Regions from separate parts of the Mus musculus genome. Here region 2 is linked to region 1. The links are chromatin contacts, called in public Hi-C maps. All regions are on one chromosome and are shown on one strand. Each heading gives the region's core, a stretch centred on a gene start, on an enhancer-like site or on the middle of the called end of the contact. The rest is flanking DNA. Distances are from core to core; before and after follow the strand shown. Region 1 has its middle 16 kb from the start of Fcrls. Region 2 overlaps Gm31879 (a long non-coding RNA gene).

Evidence for each region. Hi-C and Micro-C count contacts between places; a contact is called where the count stands out from the background.
Region 2: a Hi-C map of bone marrow-derived macrophages shows a contact between it and region 1, with 73 read pairs. The contact joins two enhancer-like sites. A contact is called at or near these places in 4 of 39 promoter capture datasets (HPC-7-derived erythroid cells, embryonic stem cells, hippocampal neurons and 1 more), 3 of 15 datasets of contacts at CTCF or cohesin (CD8 T cells, large pre-B cells and pro-B cells), 17 of 484 Hi-C or Micro-C datasets (B cells, the HL-1 cell line, LSK cells and 11 more), 4 of 115 datasets of contacts at active chromatin or transcription factors (cardiomyocytes, embryonic stem cells and microglia) and 1 of 9 other capture datasets (bone marrow-derived macrophages).

Annotation. Positions count from the first base shown.
Region 1 is chr3:87,245,586-87,249,459 of GRCm38.p6, reverse strand. No RefSeq gene overlaps it. Among named protein-coding and RNA genes, the nearest start is that of Fcrls, 16 kb to the left of the region's middle. Within about 2 kb of position 1,954, at least 13 of the 459 cell types and tissues checked have an H3K27ac peak or open chromatin away from gene starts, as enhancers often do. A contact at or near this core is called in bone marrow-derived macrophages and microglia, where this site is marked.
Region 2 is chr3:87,297,591-87,301,397 of GRCm38.p6, reverse strand. Gm31879 (a long non-coding RNA gene) reads right to left here. Exons shown (of 3, transcript XR_375779.2): 3 at 491-594. Among named protein-coding and RNA genes, the nearest start is that of Gm31879, 9.2 kb to the right of the region's middle. Within about 2 kb of position 1,302, at least 4 of the 459 cell types and tissues checked have an H3K27ac peak or open chromatin away from gene starts, as enhancers often do. A contact at or near this core is called in bone marrow-derived macrophages and microglia, where this site is marked.

The DNA.
Region 1 (3,874 bases), core at 705-3,204:
GATATAATGGCAGTACCACAAATGTCTTAATCAGTATGATGTACTACCAGATAGATGATTCTACGGAAAAGACAACTACTCTTGTAGATTTTCCTCTTCTATAACAGCATTTTTATAACAGTACTTTAAAAACTAATCACTTTAGGTTAGCAAAAAAAAAAAAAAACAGGTTTACTTGTGGCACTTTCATATGTACATGCTATTGTACTTTGTTATCCCCTCCCCCACTGGCCTTCCCTATGCCGTCTCCTTCTAGATGGTTCTCTTCTAACCCCCCTGTAGTTCCTCCGTCTGGTTTTTTACCGCATCATTCCATTACGCCCTCTACTTTCACCCTCCCTCAGATCTTCCTCCAATCTCACGGTCCCTTTGTATTCTCTTGGTATAAGCATGTTGTCTTCGTTAGGGTTTTACTACTGTGAGCTGATACCATGACCAAGGCAAGTCTTATAAGGACAACATTTAATTGGGGCTGGCTTACAGGTTCAGAGGTTCAGTCCATTATCATCAAGGCAGAAACATGGCAGCATCCAGGCAGGCATGGTGCAGGAGCAGAGAGTTCTATACCTTTATCTGAAAGCTGATAGCAAAATATTGGCTTCCAGGAAGCTAGGATAAGGGTCTTAAAGCCCACACCCACAGTGACACGCCTACTCCAACAAGGCCACACCTCCTAATAGTGCCACTACCTACAACAAGCTTATACAAACCATCGCACATGTCAATCTTATTTTCTTGAACGGGATTGAATGTAAAGAAACAAATTTTCCTTTATAAACATTACTTCAGTATCTTTTCCATGAATTATTAACCCTTCCAAGGCTCAGAAAAGATTGAATAATATCTTTATAATCCAATCTACAACTATCTTCATCCCAGTCAATTCTCAAGCTTTTCGCCGTATTTATGTAGCAGACACTAAAAAAAATAAAAATAAAAATAAAATAAAATAAAATAAACTTTTAGAAGATGTTTTCACCACTAGAATTTTCTGCACAGTCAATCCATACCAACTTTTGCCATCAAACTTGGGAGTCACAGTCCACAGTCCACATTCCACACCTGTCCTCCATAGTCCAATAAATAGATCCAACTATTTTAAAAGGAGATTTAGTCAACCTGGCTACAGTGGGAAGCAAGAAAAGGAGATCTTGTGAATCCTCTAAATCAGTCTTCATGGTCCTGAGGTGAGCTTAAAGTATAAATAGGGAACAAATATAGCAGGGCTAAGCAGTCCTGGTCAAGGTGTGGTCCCACACACCACTGACCCAGCCTTGCCTGGGTTTCAGGCTCACCCTGTAAGGTGGTCTAACAGGTGTTAGAACAGTGTGGAATCTCTTTCCAGAAGGCATGTTCCTCTCTAGCTGCTCCACGTAGCTTCTCCCAGAGTGAGATTCCTGGGGAAATTCCCACTTGTTTGGGATTTGTTGTTTCTATAGTCTCATAGTGAGATTGAGAGACACACACTGTCTCTTCAGAATACTTCACTTCTGCTAGGCCAATTGTACCTCAACTAAACCTATCTTAAACAAAAACCTCTTTTCCCAATAACCAGTTCTCTTTATCCATATTTTGTCTCAGACTACTGTGTTCTGTCATTTCTCTTATTTGCCATCAATCAATAAAGACAGCATGTAGTCATTATTACTTCCTATTCTGAACTCTTCGTTTAAACCATGCTTCCCCAAGACTTCTTATACTGCTGCACTTCAAACAGTGTCTCCATCAGTAGGGACCCTGACATCGTGTGTCAGAAGATCAGAGCTCATCTATAGTCTCTGGTTCCTAAGGTTCCCAGGATCTGAGCCCTGTGCAGGCTGTGGGTCTGGGCTGCTGAGTGCTAGGCTTACAGGGTACAGTCTCCAGCTACTTGAGCAGAAGCGTCCATGCTGACTCAGAGCTAGACATAGCAAGCATTTTCACTTTGCATGCAAGTGTACGTATGTGTCATCCACACCTCTCAATCTTCTTGAGTTCTCAGACTGAGAACTGGCATTATCACAGAGTGGAGTTCAGCGAGAGAGGCTTCTCCTACTGCTGCCTTTTTTAAAACACTAAGTTCTAAAAATAAGCAGCAAAGCATTGAACAGATTTTGTATTGCAAAGGCATCTGTTTATAAAGGCTGCCCTTTTGTCTTGGGTTGGCTGTAATCACCTGTGGCTGCTGTATTTAGATGCTTGGGCTCCCCTGAATAGACTGGGGTTGTGGGGAGAATGGCATTCCTTGCCAGACTCTCATTTTTTTATAATTCTGCAAACAAACTACAGCTGACTAGACATCCAAAGGCCAAGGAATATTCCCGTGCCAATGAGACTGTGCTAAATTGACTTTGCTTTAAACACACTGTTGGAGTGGGGGAGGGAGAAGGAGAGGGAGAGAGAGAGAGAGAGAGAGTCAGAGAAAGAGAGAGAGAGAGAGAGAAGGATCATGTGGCACAAGTGGGATCAGGGAGGAGACAAGGGAAGGGAAAGTATAATTAGAATATAGTTATGAAAAATTATTTTCAATTAAAAACATACTCAGAGTCATTATTAAAACCCTATTGTGTAATGTGCATGACATATGGCATACTAAGATAGAAGTGAGTCTGACACAGTCCTCCATTAGAAGAGAGTTACTAGAACTTGCTTTTTTACTGAGTTGATTATTTGCCACTCTAAATTGCATAGTCTCATCTGCATGATCACACTGAATGCTCAGAACCCCAAAGGGAGATAATGTTCCCTCCATTTTATAAGAAGAGAAATGTAAAGCCAGGCAGTGGTGGCACGCATCTTTAATCCCAGCACTTGGGAGGGAGAGGCAGGCGGATTTCTGAGTTCAAGGCCAGCCTGGTCTACAGAGTGAGTTCCAGGACAGTCAGGGCTATACAAAGAAACAAACAAAAAAAAAACCCAAAAGAGAAGAAGAAGAAGAAGAAGAAGAAGAAGAAGAAGAAGAAGAAGGAGGAGGAGGAGGAGGAGGAGGAGGAGGAGGAGGAGGAGGAGGAGGAGGAGGAGGAGGAGGAGGAGGAGGAGGAGGAGGAGGAGGAGGAGGAGGAGGAGGACAGGAGGGGAAGGAGGAGGAGGAGGAGGGGAGGAGAGGAGGGGGAGGAGGACAAGGAGGACGAGAATGAGGACGAGGAGGAATGTGTAACCCACTCAAGCTTCTCATTGCTAGGTGGTTCAGGGCTGCCATCACCAATCAAAGTGTTTTGCAAATGACTGATAGTTCACATGTTATTTAGAAATGAATTGTCAGTGCCACCCTTTGGCAGCCCAGGAGTCCTCTACCATGACACTCTCCTCATCTATCAGCAGTGACTGCCAGGAGTTCTTTGACTACAGGACTTGACAATTCACATCTGATCAATTAAAAGTGAACTCAAAGATACAAGCTGGTCAAATAACATCTGCACCTAGACAGACATGTGAAGTAACAAAGGGATTCAGACTTCCGGCAGGAAACCTGAATAATAAACTTGGAAGGATTTTAAGAGTTTACCTTGACCAAGGTTCCTTCTTCATGGATAAAAAACAAAGATGTCTCCAAAAGGCATCATGAAAAACCACAGGGTTGCTGGTGGAGTTGGAAGTCTGTGGAACCCCCTGTAATGGGCTTCTGAGTCACCAGGCAGATCTAAGGGTGTTATCATCACCATGTCTACTAGCCTACAATACCACCACCAATAACATCAGCGGAAAGCTGATCCTCTGCAGATGCCAGAAATCAAGGACCAGAGAGACGGAGTGACCACCTCAGACTCACAGTAGTGAACGAGAATAAAAACAGCATTGCTCCATAAAGTCCGTGCTTCTCTTCATCATTGAGAACAGTAGAAGCTTTATGAGAACACGATGACTGCCATCTTCTAATGAGACAGTACGCAGAATG
Region 2 (3,807 bases), core at 53-2,552, 53 kb before region 1:
GAGCTGACACCCAAGTTTGTGAAATGAGTTGCCAGGTTTTTACCACTCTGAGGCTTCTTATTATGAAGTGAGGATCTTAGCATTCATGGACAGTAAAATCAACCAGCTGGGACTCTGTGGGGTTTTTTTTGTTTTGTTTTGTTTTTTGGTTTGGTTTGGTTTTGAGGTTTTTGTTTTGTTTTGTTTGTTTGTTTTTTGACAGGGTCTCACTATGTTTCCCTGGCTGGCCTGAAGCTCACCATGTAGAGCAGGCTGACCTTGAACTCACAAGAGATTCATCTGCCTCCTGTTTTGAGTGCTGGGATTGAATGTGTGGGCCACCATGCCCTGTTCTGTCCTTTTTTTTTCCTTTTCTTTTTTAAATGTGTATTAATGTTTTCACTTTACTTAATTCTGTGTAGTATGTGCATGCTTGGTGACTATGAAGTCCAGAAAAGGTGTCAGATCCCTTGGAACTGGAGTAAGAGGTAGTTATGAGTCCCCTGACTCATGTGGGTGCTGGCAACCAAACTCAGGTCCTCTGCAAGAGCAGTACTCACTTTTAACCTCGAAGCCATCACTTTAGCTCCAATGATTAGATTTCAGAAAGATCCCCTGGAGAAGAAAATAAATATTGTAGTATACAGAGATGTTTCCAGCAGTGCATGGTGAGCTGAGCTGTATGAAGCATAAATATTGATCTCAATGCACAGCAAAAGTCAGAAAGCAGCATAGAGGAAGACACAAAACAAACATCTGGGTGGGGATCCACACACAAGAATCATTTACAGATTTGTTCCAATAAATCTTTAAAACTCCTCTCTCATCAGGGAGTGGAGAATTTAGCAATACATCAGCGGCAATACTGCAGGTTTAAGTTAACAAACTTATACTGTTGATGATGCTCAGGTTTCTCCCTTTGACCATTGATGGGAAGCCCTTGCCCCAGTCATCTACAGAAGCTCACTGAATGCAGAGACGTTTGTGTCAATTAGTTGAATGGGCCATGAGTAAATAGGATATCTAAAAACAAAACAAACAAAAGCCAGGAGAGAAAAGCAAATTAATTTCCCTATGTCTCCAAGAACTGCATTCTGCAAACTTCCCTGTCTTCATACATTGTGATGAGCAGTTATGGCCTCACACCTTTAGATGACTTCTCTGCCAGCCTTCTTCAGCCTCAGGGAATTGATTCCCTGTTTCAGAATAAAAAGCAAGCCAGGCATACAGGTATCTCAGTAGCCACTGCAATCAGAAGCCAGTCCTAGTCCCCATGCAAAGGCACCATGGAGTGCCTGTCTTCTCCCGCAGGCCTCGAACTTCCTCATATCAAGCAATATTTTTAGAGCAAACAAGTGCCAAGTGCAGACATCTGAGGACACGGGGGAGGCCACAATAGCGGGAAATAAGTGACATGGATTTCAGCAGCCTCTGCCATCATCATTGTCATCCCGGTCAGTGTGTCACAGTGCAGCAGGAATTGAAATGCTCTAGCATCCATTCATCTGTCTGTCTGTCTGTCTGCCTGTGCCTGCCTGCCTGTCTGTCTGTCTGTCATCTATCTATAATCTATCTACCATCCATCTATCATGTATCATCTATCTATTATCTATGATCTATCATCTATCTATCTATTTATCTATCTATCTATCTATCTATCTATCTATCTATCTATCTACCTATCTATCATCTATTTCTATCTCTGTTTTTTGCTTTTCAAGGTAGGGTTTTTCTCTTTGGCCCTTGCTGTTCTGGAACTCACTCTATAAACCAGGCTGGTCTTGAACTCAGAGATCTGTCTGCAAGCCTCTGCCTCTCGAGTGCTGGGATTAGAGGTGTGTGCCATCCATGCATGGTTGAGAAGCTCTCTTTAAGGGAAGTCTAGCTCTACCACAGTTTGCATATCAAGTTCTTTACTCCACTTATGGGCACTTTAAACTTTCTAGGGCAGTAGATCTCAACCTCCCTGATGCTGTGACCCTTTAATACAGATCTTCATGTTGTGGTGACCCCAACCACAAAATTATTTTCATTGTTACTTCTTAACTAGCAACTGTAACTTTGCTACTGTTATGAATCATGGTATCTGTGTTTTCTGATGGTCTTAAGTGACCCACGAATGGGTCGTTCAAGGTCACAGCCTACAAGTTGAGAACCTCTGGGTAGCGTCACTCACTACTCAGGACACAGAGAATCACAGACTCTCCATTCCTCCTGAGGAACAGCACCACACAACCTCCCAAGAGAAGTCTTCTTAAGTCATCTATTTTATGACCTTGTTTTCCCTCAGGCTTGATGTGCTCAAGAACAGCATGACAGTGCCCCATGTCACAGTCCCTCCTACCTGTGCGCTTTCCTAACTTCCTTCTCCCTTACCTTTGTTGGGCTTATGCTTTCCCCCCAAATTGTCAACAATTTACCTCCTATTCCAGGCTGAGTTTTAGAAAACACAGACTATTGTACTATTATATTCCCTCTGGCATTTTCTTTTTTAAACCTAAATTTGAATTTCTGCCACTCACAAGAATCATAACTTATCAAAACCAAATATAGATGTCTTGACCTCTGTCCATCACATTTTATAATTTTTCTTTGTGGCATATATCAATTATAATTCTTAATAGCTGTGGTGGTTTGAATAGCTATAAACCCCTAGAGTCTTGCAAAATATTTGATCACACTGTGACCCCCAAGATTGTGTTGTTTCCTGGGAAAACCTGTTTCTAGTCCTGGTGTGGCTCCACCTTAGCATATACTTCTAATCCCTCTGGCTGGAATACAGACACGCCCTTGGTATACACCTTTAACCTCAAACAACAAAGGTAAAATTAGTTTGTAGAAGGAAGCAGCCATGTTTGAAAATGATTTCTAATTGAGCGGCAGACAAAGTGATGAATCAGAGAAAGATTTGTTTTATGGATATGCCCTACTCTCATGAGAGCAGAGAGGAAAGAGGGTGACTTGAGAGAGCAGTGCAGAGAGAGGGACAGTTTTAATGGGACAGTTATACAGAGACAGTTGCAGAGCGAGAACCAGATAGAAATGGGCAAACACAGAACAAGCCAGAGCCTGAGAAGGAGCCAGAAGATTAGAACAGATTGCCAAAGTTAGTATGAGGCCAGGCAGAGCAATTCAGGAGAAGCCAGGGGAAGCCAGACTGAATTAGTTAGCCCAGAGAAGAGTTTGAGCAAGAACAGCTGAGTTGAATCAGCCAGCCAGAGTTCCGAAAGAACTAGAAAGAGGTGAGATTATTCAACAGTAAGTCTTAGAGGCTGAGAATATTCTAGGCCTAGCTTAGCAGTCATACAGTCTCCTCCTTCCTGCCTACAGGTCAAGATGGTAGAACTCTCAGCTCCGTCTCTAGCACCATGTCTGCCTTGCATGCTGCCATGCTTCCCACCATGATGATAATGGACTGAACCTTTGAAACTATAAACCAGGTCCAATTAAATGTTTCCTTTGTAAGAGTTGCCTTTTGCTTTGGTCGTGATGGACCTTCACAGCAATAAAAACCCTAAGACAATATCTGTCTTCTTTTTGTTTATTTGTTTCTGTTCTTTGAGACAGGGTTCCCCTGTCTTGGCTGCTCTGGAACACACTCTGTAGATCAGACTGGCCTTAAACTTGGAGATCCACCTCCCTCTGTCTCCCAATTTAACCCACCCAGTAGCTATTTTCTTACCTTACACTATATTACATGTAACTCTAGGAATAAGGATTACTTGTGTTTTGTATGTCATTCAAGAATCAACCTCTATCATTGGATTCAGCAAAACATAGGTAAGCAATAAATAAATGTTTGAGTGACTAAATGAATGAATGAATGAC